2 separate regions of the Zea mays genome follow, and region 1 is linked to region 2. A link is a contact called in public Hi-C data. All regions are on one chromosome and are shown on one strand. Each heading gives the region's core, a stretch centred on a gene start, on an enhancer-like site or on the middle of the called end of the contact. The rest is flanking DNA. Distances are from core to core; before and after follow the strand shown. Region 1 holds the start of LOC100193956. Region 2 holds the start of LOC100382310.

What was found. Hi-C and Micro-C count contacts between places; a contact is called where the count stands out from the background.
Region 1: a Hi-C map of ear shows a contact between it and region 2, with 2.9 times the contacts expected there. The contact joins the promoter of LOC100193956 here to the promoter of LOC100382310 in region 2. A contact is called at or near these places in 3 of 25 Hi-C or Micro-C datasets (bundle sheath, ear and tassel).

The regions. Positions count from the first base shown.
Region 1 is chr10:11,625,694-11,629,913 of Zm-B73-REFERENCE-NAM-5.0, reverse strand. LOC100193956 reads left to right here and starts at 2,630. Exons shown (of 4, transcript NM_001175726.1): 1 at 2,630-2,719; 2 at 2,850-3,022; 3 at 3,146-3,400; 4 at 3,949-4,220. The coding sequence starts at 2,870. The coding sequence ends at 4,005.
Region 2 is chr10:11,067,088-11,071,630 of Zm-B73-REFERENCE-NAM-5.0, reverse strand. It overlaps LOC100382310, which reads left to right and starts at 2,263. Exons shown (of 3, transcript NM_001175059.1): 1 at 2,263-2,820; 2 at 2,910-3,052; 3 at 3,177-4,089. The coding sequence starts at 2,388. The coding sequence ends at 3,812.

The DNA of each region.
Region 1 (4,220 bases), core at 1,381-3,880, 560 kb before region 2:
AATGTGCTCATAAGCATGATTTAGATTTACTATAAGTTTTGGTAAGATAATGACAACTTAATCACTACGACTAACATATGTGTTAAGATGTGTTAGACATGCTCTAATTGGTCCTAGGGATGCAAGAGATGAACTATCATGAAGATAGAAAAAGAAACATGACTTCAATTTATGGTTCATCGCAAGTGAAATCCACATGTCAGACTAATGTGTTTGTTGTTCAACCGCATGTACTGCTGAGTGCACTATGAAAGATCACTGATTGCACATATTGGGTATGGAGAGGATGATAGGTAGACAATTGGTTGAAGTTGGGTAGTTGGCACTATCTCGAGGCCACTATTCTAAACTATAGATCGACTAGAACATCAAGAGCAAACACAACATGTTAGGCAATCACTTTGTTCATTCAACATTGTGTGATGTTGTATTGTTTAAGTGAACATGCCAGATGGCATAGTGAGATGAAAAGAGAATCTTCAGAAAAATGACATCAGCAAAGTCTACAATGGATAGTTCAACGGCTATACCGAGTTGGATGAGCCTATAGTTGGTTTATTAATGGGGACACAACAGGTGCAATCACTCATATTGGTGCAACGTGCAGTCTAGTGATCTAGTGCATCCAATGAAAATCTAATGATGACTTCTATTTTACATTTAGGCTCTTCTGTATGAAACCTACAATTTTATTAATAGATATGGGTCTCAGAGGCATGTCTCTAAAAATAATGATCCTATTTTTAGAGAAGGCATTCTTCATATTTGTTATAATGTAAAGGCCTAAAGACGGAGAGTTCTACTATGATGGACGAAATCTTCCGATCCTATCATAATAGGAAGACGATCCATATTGAGGATATAGAAATGAATATACATTTATTTAGTAGTTATGACACTTCATAGACATTTATATATATATTACTATTAACATTCATTTTAATGTACATATTCATTTGTATACATTAATCTGTGTGTGCATTAATTTGACATTATACACATGTACATATGAATTAGTTATTGTATACATAAAATTTGACACATTTAGTTCTGGTTCCCGGTATCGGTGGTTGAGAATTTGGCATTGTAGCTGGTTCCCAATCGATACCTATGGCCCATTCTCTAAGGTTGTCTATGTAGACCGTGCAAAACACTGTTTTATATTGTAGATTGTATTGTTTACAGAGTAGAGTTTAAATTAGAAGAAGAGATAAAGATGTGTGATAGGAAAACTGAAACTGTTTCGAGACAACCTTCTAGTGGGTGCCTCTTGGTTGAGCCTCTAATTAGTAATAGAAAGATGCCAAGCATTGCTAGTTAACTGTTTTTTTTTTTGGCAAGTCCCAAGTGTCCAAACGGATTGCTGATGTTGATGCCGAGTTTTTTTTAATTCATAGTAGTTTCATTTCATAGTATGATCGTGCGGTTAGGCTTAGGCACCTATAGTTTGATGAGTTGTACTACGTAGTTTGCTTTTAACCGGTAGCGAGCACCACCGCCTAGCTAGCCCCTGCATGGCTGCATGCCCCCTCTCCCAAGTTTTCTCCGGCGGAGGCGCAGAGTGGACCCCTAGTCAACACGACAACGTTAATAAATACTACAGGCGATTATTTCCAACCGCAGCGTGTTCTTCGCCAGTCTACTAGGGGCTGGGCTGGGCTGGGCTGGCTGGTGTGTCCTTGGCAAGGAAGCCACGGAAGACTTGGGCGTACGCTACAAGGAAACTGCCCACCTCTAGAGATGTATGCGTTTCATCGGATGGAATGTTTAAACGCCAATTATAAGTATTAAATATTTTATAATTATAAAACTAATTAAACAGATAAAGACTAAACAACGAGATTAATTTATTAAGTCTAATTAATTCATAATTAGAAAATGTTTACTTAGCTTCATATGGGTGAATCATACGAACTAATTAGACTTAATAGACTCGTCTTACTGTTTAGTCGTCATCTGTATAATTAGCTTGGCAATTAGACTATATTTAATTATCGTAATTGATACGAACTAAATGTTAGTCATGACTCATGAGAGACGAACAGTGCCTCAGTCATCCTGCTCAGGTGGCCTTTTATGAATCGTGTAAAGTAGAGAATGTAGAACTATAGATAATATTGTTTATAAAATAAAGTTTAAAATATAGGATATGATATGGAACAAGACAGGAGATAGTCTCGCCGCATGCGACGTCCAACGGAGATAAGGAAGCGATTGTACACGTACCCACTACGTGTCGTCCGCGTGCAAAGCTACTAGCGAAGGTAGTAATATTTAGAGCACGGAGACAAATATTCTAGAACGTAGACAGTAACATTTAGAGCACGGGCATTATATTGTACACGTACAATATGGCAAAGAGCCGGAGCTATTTCGAAATTCGAACGTGTATCAAAACAACAAGGGCTAAGGTAGGCAGGTAGCAGTAACATTCTGCACTGTCCCGTTGGCCCCCACGCGCAGCACAGTACATGTCCGGCCTGGCGGGCCTCCACTGGCGTCGTCCTCTACAAGCGAAGCACACCGGGCCTACATGTCTAGGTGGGCCCCCACTACCGTCCTCCTCCTCCCCCCTCTTCATCGAAGCAGCCTCCTCCAGCTCGGACTCGGAGCTCCACATAATAATATCTGCTACTTGTTTCCTCTTCCCAGTATTGTGATTCCTTCCATTCGTGAACAGAATTCCCCTCCCTCTCTAGATCTCCCCCTGCTAACGAAGGTCAGTCATGAGCCCTATTCGCGCTGCTGCTGCTGCACGTAGGCGGCCGGCATTATTATTGCCTTTCCGGCCACCACTTTGCACTGCTGTGTTTCCAGTCCAGCTGATGATATACACGATGCTTCTTCAGACAGACCACCACCACCAGTAATGCCGACCGCGAGGCGCACGCGCATCCCGGCGTTCGGGGAGTGGAACCACCACCACCACAGCAACGGCGGCGGCGCGTGGGCGCCGGCGGTCATGACCCCGTCCTTCGACTTCGGCCACGCAATAACAACGCCGCACAAAGCGCCGCAGACGGTATGTACGTACGTACGCGCGCGCGTTATCCAATCCAAAGCCCACAACGATGCGTCGGCTTGCTGCTTATCGACGAGACGAATGGGTAGTAATGCTCGTCGCGTCGCGCGTGCGTGCGTGCAGCAGGGGAGGCGGCGAGGCGCCGCCGACGGTGTCGTCCACGCGGCCAAGCTGGCTGCGGCTGCGGCGGCGGCGGAGCCTCACCAAGGCCACACGCAGACCACGAGGCGGAGCAAGGTGGCCGACTCCGGAGCCTACGCGCAGGCCGCGGCGGCGGCGAGGAGGTCCTGCTTCGCGCTGGCCAAGCCCGTCGACGACGACCTGTACGGAGTCCCTCCCGACATGCTCTACGGAAAGCCGCCGCCGCCGGGAGCGAGGGTACGTAGTACGTACGCACTTACGCTCATTACTAGCCATGATTTATTTGCTGTCCATTTTGCATCGGGAAAAAACGAAAAAAAATGCATGCTACCTTAATGTAAAATCCCATTAATTAAAGAGTTTATTCAGAGAGCTTTACGTGCTCTTAGCGATCGAACGAGCCATTCAATCCCAAATATCCATTATTTAGAACACATAAAACCCAATCCCAAATGTCCATTATTTAGAATACCTAAAACCCACGTTAACCGCATGGAGTGCAAAATTTTGTCACCAGGATTTGCAGTCATATATGATAGGTATGTACAGTGAAGAGACACTAAAACGATTCTCTAGGCACTAGAATACATGACGAATTTGTAGAGCAAGAAGTGAAACGTCTATTGCTAGAGATGTTCCACCAATTTTTTTTTACAAATGTACTCTTTAAACACTTCAAAAGACTCTATAGTATTAAACATCAATGTGCATGCAGTGTTCTTCATTACTCGTACCGGGGCCTTAACGTTCACGTGATGATTTTAACGTCCACGACCGCATTGCAGAAGGATGATGGCTGGCGGAGGATCCTGCGGCTGCTGGGGTGCTCGTGCTTGAGTTGAGCCCGTCGTAATGACCGCCGGACACAGCCGAGCATTATTGTCACGGACAACAAGGCTGCTGGCTAATCAGGGCGCGGGCTTTTTGGCTTCCATCCTCCTGTACGTACTACAAGATGTCTCAACTTTTGGCGCCTGCTGTGATCGATTGATGACGGGCCGGCAGGCAAGACGTGACTGACGTGCCGGCCTTGCGTTGCGTGGGTCTGTGCGTAGGT
Region 2 (4,543 bases), core at 1,014-3,513:
ATCTCTCTCTCTCTCTCTCTCTCTCTCTTGTAGAAAACAAATCTCCTTTGTAAGGTCCCTTGAGCTATAAAAGGGCATGCCCTACTTCTTCTGAGGACACACAAGCACACTTGTTATAACATGCCCAAAGCAATACTACGATCAGCACTATACTGCAGTAGGGTGTGAACTCGAACCAGTATAAACCTCGTGTCTTAGATATCTCACCGAGTCCCAATGATTCACCATTCAGATCGAATCCGCGCTAGCACCCCCCACTAAACACAAATCTTATTGCCCCTCGGTTTCCGAAACCACGACAGGCGCAGATAGAGATGAGACTAGTGATGTGGTGCACGTGTATCGGATGCGGACGTGTATCAGATGCTGACGTGGTTGGTATGTAGTGGGTTATGGATGGAAGACATTTAGATTGGTCCCAAGACATGCTCCTATAATTTTTTTGCCACGATCCAGGATGTAGCCTCGGCAACATATCTCTTGATTCCGGCCCTATTAGACCGTCTGCAGCAGTGTGTGATAGTTTAACCTAAAACATTATTTTTACACTGTTCTACGTTGTATATTACACTGTTTATACAATAAAATTTGAATATAGGTACAAGAATAGATAAGCCGGTGGAGATAGTCTTAGAATATGTTCCTCTGTCGAAACCTATATCCACTCTAGCGATCGATTGCAACTATGTCGAGGTAGAGAATAACTGATTCTGTCACTCCATGTGAGTATTTTTTTACGAGCACCTAATCTTAGAACGCTATATTTCTAGTAGCACATAATCGTGGAACGCCGTATGAACCCAAACCGAAAATTTTCTATCATAAACGCATCCAATTTCGATGACTGTCCTCACGTACACGTCAGACGCTCACGAGAGTTTGTCCGTCTCCGGGCATCTTTTAATTTCGTTATCTAGCACGCCGCGGTCGCACCATTCCGGCGAGAGTCTTCAGTAGACCGCGGTCGTCAGGCCGCCCGCAGGCCGCAGCAGAAATGACGTCTGCGAATAAACAAGTCATTTCTATTTGTTTGGCTGCTATGTAGATGGACAAGTGAGCCGCTTGAGGGGAGTATTTGGTTGTTAAATTTTGGTATATGTCATATCAAATATTTAAATAATAATTACGTATATTAAATATATTCTAGTTATAAAAATAATTATACAGATAAATAAAAGACTAGACAAATTTATTAAATCTATATCTAATACTCATAATTGATATTCAAATATCTGATGTGACATGAATTAAATTTTAGTCGGAAGAGTCAAACATTCTTTAAATGGACCAACACTAGGTATGACATGACTCATATTGCTCTAGCACGGTACGCCACGATTGTGTCTGAGCCTATACGACACGGGGTCTAGTGTCAGTGACTAAGCTGTTATCTCGGTAGGGTGTACGGGCACGACAGTAAGTGGTCGGCATGATGAGGTATGGTTTGGCCAACTCAAGATCAGTAATGTGATTGTTATGTGCACTTGTGATGTGAATTGTTATGGTTTCAAATATGATAAAAAAATCCGGTCTATATTGGTATGAATACTCATGTTTTGAAATCCTATTTGTAATCATAAAAATGTTATAGATATTTTAAAATAGTGTCTGAACTAGTATAGAGACTACTAGATGCTAGTGACATAAAGTACTAACACAACAATACGATTAGATATATAGTGTCGTGCTTGTGCCGATGACTAAACATATTTACAAGCACGGCAAGATTAATAAACATGGCTAATAATATCTTTAATATGTTGCCTGCGGCGGTATGGCTATCTATAGGCTGCTCTGTTCGAATCAAAACATAGCTGACAGCCAAAAAAAAAGAACAGATACGTATAGCTGCTAGCCGCGCGCTGACCGACCGAGCATCACACGCGCCTGCCTGCGGGCGGCGCTGTGGCCATGACGACTCCGCCGGTCCGCCCCTGCCCCCGCTCACGGATGCTCCTCTGGACGCTATATATAAGCCACCTCACTCCCCCCTCTGCCATCACACACCACCGCCGCTCACCAACAACCGAGCAGGAGCAGCCTACCCCATCCACCCACCCCATCCTCTGCGCTGCACGGCTGCTGCTGGTGCTGGTCCGGCCGGTCCGGTCCGGTCTCCTCTGTTCCAGCGAGCTCCCTCCGATCCATCGGGTAGGACACTCCCCATGGCGTCGCACAACGGCACCAAGCACCTGGCGCCGATGGAGGTGTCGGTGGAGGCCGGGAACGGCGGCGGCGCCGAGTGGCTGGACGACGACGGGCGGCCGCGGCGCACGGGCACGTTCTGGACGGCCAGCGCGCACATCATCACGGCCGTCATCGGCTCGGGAGTCCTGTCCCTGGCCTGGGCCATCGCGCAGCTGGGGTGGGTGGCCGGCCCCGCCGCCATGCTGCTCTTCGCCTTCGTCACCTACTACACCGCCACGCTGCTCGCCGAGTGCTACCGCACGGGGGACCCGGACACGGGCAAGCGCAACTACACGTACATGGACGCCGTGCGCTCCAACCTCGGCGGCGCCAAGGTCGCCTTCTGCGGCGCCATCCAGTACGCCAACCTCGTCGGCGTCGCCATCGGCTACACCATCGCCTCCTCCATCAGCATGCAGGCCGTCAGCAGGGCCGGGTGCTTCCACAAGCGTGGGCACGCCGTCCCCTGCAAGAGCTCCAGCAACCCCTACATGATCCTCTTCGGCGCCGTCCAGATCCTCTTCTCCCAGATACCGGACTTCGACCAGATTTGGTGGCTCTCCATCGTCGCCGCAGTCATGTCCTTCACCTACTCCGCCATCGGCTTGTCCCTCGGCATCGCACAGACTGTTGGTACGCCGTCCTTGCCGATATATGTGTTCATTCTGATTCTCTGGTTCCCCTCTTATATGTGTTGATGGTTTTTTGTGGATTCCATCCAGCAAACGGTGGGTTCAAGGGAAGCCTCACCGGCATCAGCATCGGCGCCGACGTCACCTCCACGCAGAAAGTGTGGCACAGCCTGCAGGCCTTCGGCGACATCGCGTTCGCCTACTCCTTCTCCAACATCCTCATCGAGATCCAAGTAATTAAGCAGCAAGCAATACCACCAGTCCCTTTTCGATTCTGTTAATCTGTGTATTCTATTCTTCTTCTGAATTGAATTCCCCTGTTTCCTAACCGATATGATGCTCTGGATCTTTGCTCAGGACACGATCAAGGCGCCGCCGCCGTCGGAGTCGAAGGTGATGCAGAAGGCGACGCGGCTGAGCGTGGCGACGACGACCATCTTCTACATGCTGTGCGGGTGCATGGGGTACGCGGCGTTCGGCGACAAGGCGCCGGACAACCTGCTGACGGGGTTCGGCTTCTTCGAGCCATTCTGGCTGATCGACGTGGCCAACGTGGCCATCGTGGTGCACCTGGTGGGCGCGTACCAGGTGTTCTGCCAGCCCATCTTCGCCTTCGTGGAGCGCCGCGCCGCCGCGGCCTGGCCCGACAGCGCCTTCGTCTCGCGGGAGCTCCGCGTGGGGCCCCTCGCCCTCAGCGTGTTCCGCCTCACGTGGCGGTCGGCGTTCGTGTGCGTCACCACCGTCGTGGCCATGCTGCTCCCCTTCTTCGGCAACGTGGTGGGGTTCCTCGGCGCCGTCTCCTTCTGGCCCCTCACCGTCTACTTCCCCGTCGAGATGTACATCAAGCAGCGCCGCGTGCCCCGCGGCAGCACCAAGTGGGTCTGCCTCCAGACGCTCAGCGTCGCGTGCCTGGTCGTCTCCATCGCCGCCGCCGCCGGCTCCATCGCCGACGTCATCGAGGCGCTCAAGGTTTACCACCCGTTCAGCAGTTAATTCTTGCTGCTGTGGATGTGCTGGGTGGGGCCTGGCCTGGCCTGGGTTTGGACGTATGTGCATGATGCATTCATTGCGTTGCGTTCAACTGTGGTCAACAAGGGAGGGAGACAGATGCAGATGCAGTGTGAGATGTTTGCATGGAGGCCCCTATAGAAACAAGTGAAATGTTTAGGCGCCCTTGTGCACATGCTGGTCGCATTCCTTGCAAGAATACCAGGGGTGGGGCCAGAATGGCATGAGCTGGGTGTTCCTTTCTAACTCTTCTTCTTCTTCTTCTCCTCTTCTTCTTTATTTACATTTTTCTTTTATGTGTTTTCGTCTAATTAAGGTTCTGGTTTTGTAGTTCTACCGTGCAACTCATTGTACCGGAAAAGAATATATGAACAGGAAATCCCATATGATCTTTGCCATCTTTATTTTTCGCGTCTGCGGGAAGGATGAATAGTTGAATGCGAACGCCAAAAAAATGTGCATGTGAACCTGTTCGCGGTTTCTGCTAGAGATAGCAGCAGCCTAATCTAATGTCCCTACTGACCAAACACAGATATATATATAAAAAAAAGAGAGATTGTTTTAGGAGAAGCCAAAAAGTTTCAAAACTGAGGGGGCATAATGAAATATATCATAGCTTGTATACTTTTATTTTTAAACGAACTTACTATAATTTAGGTGCTTAAATTTTAATTCTCTTTTCGGACGATGGTTATTACTTACATTTTTTGAAGAAG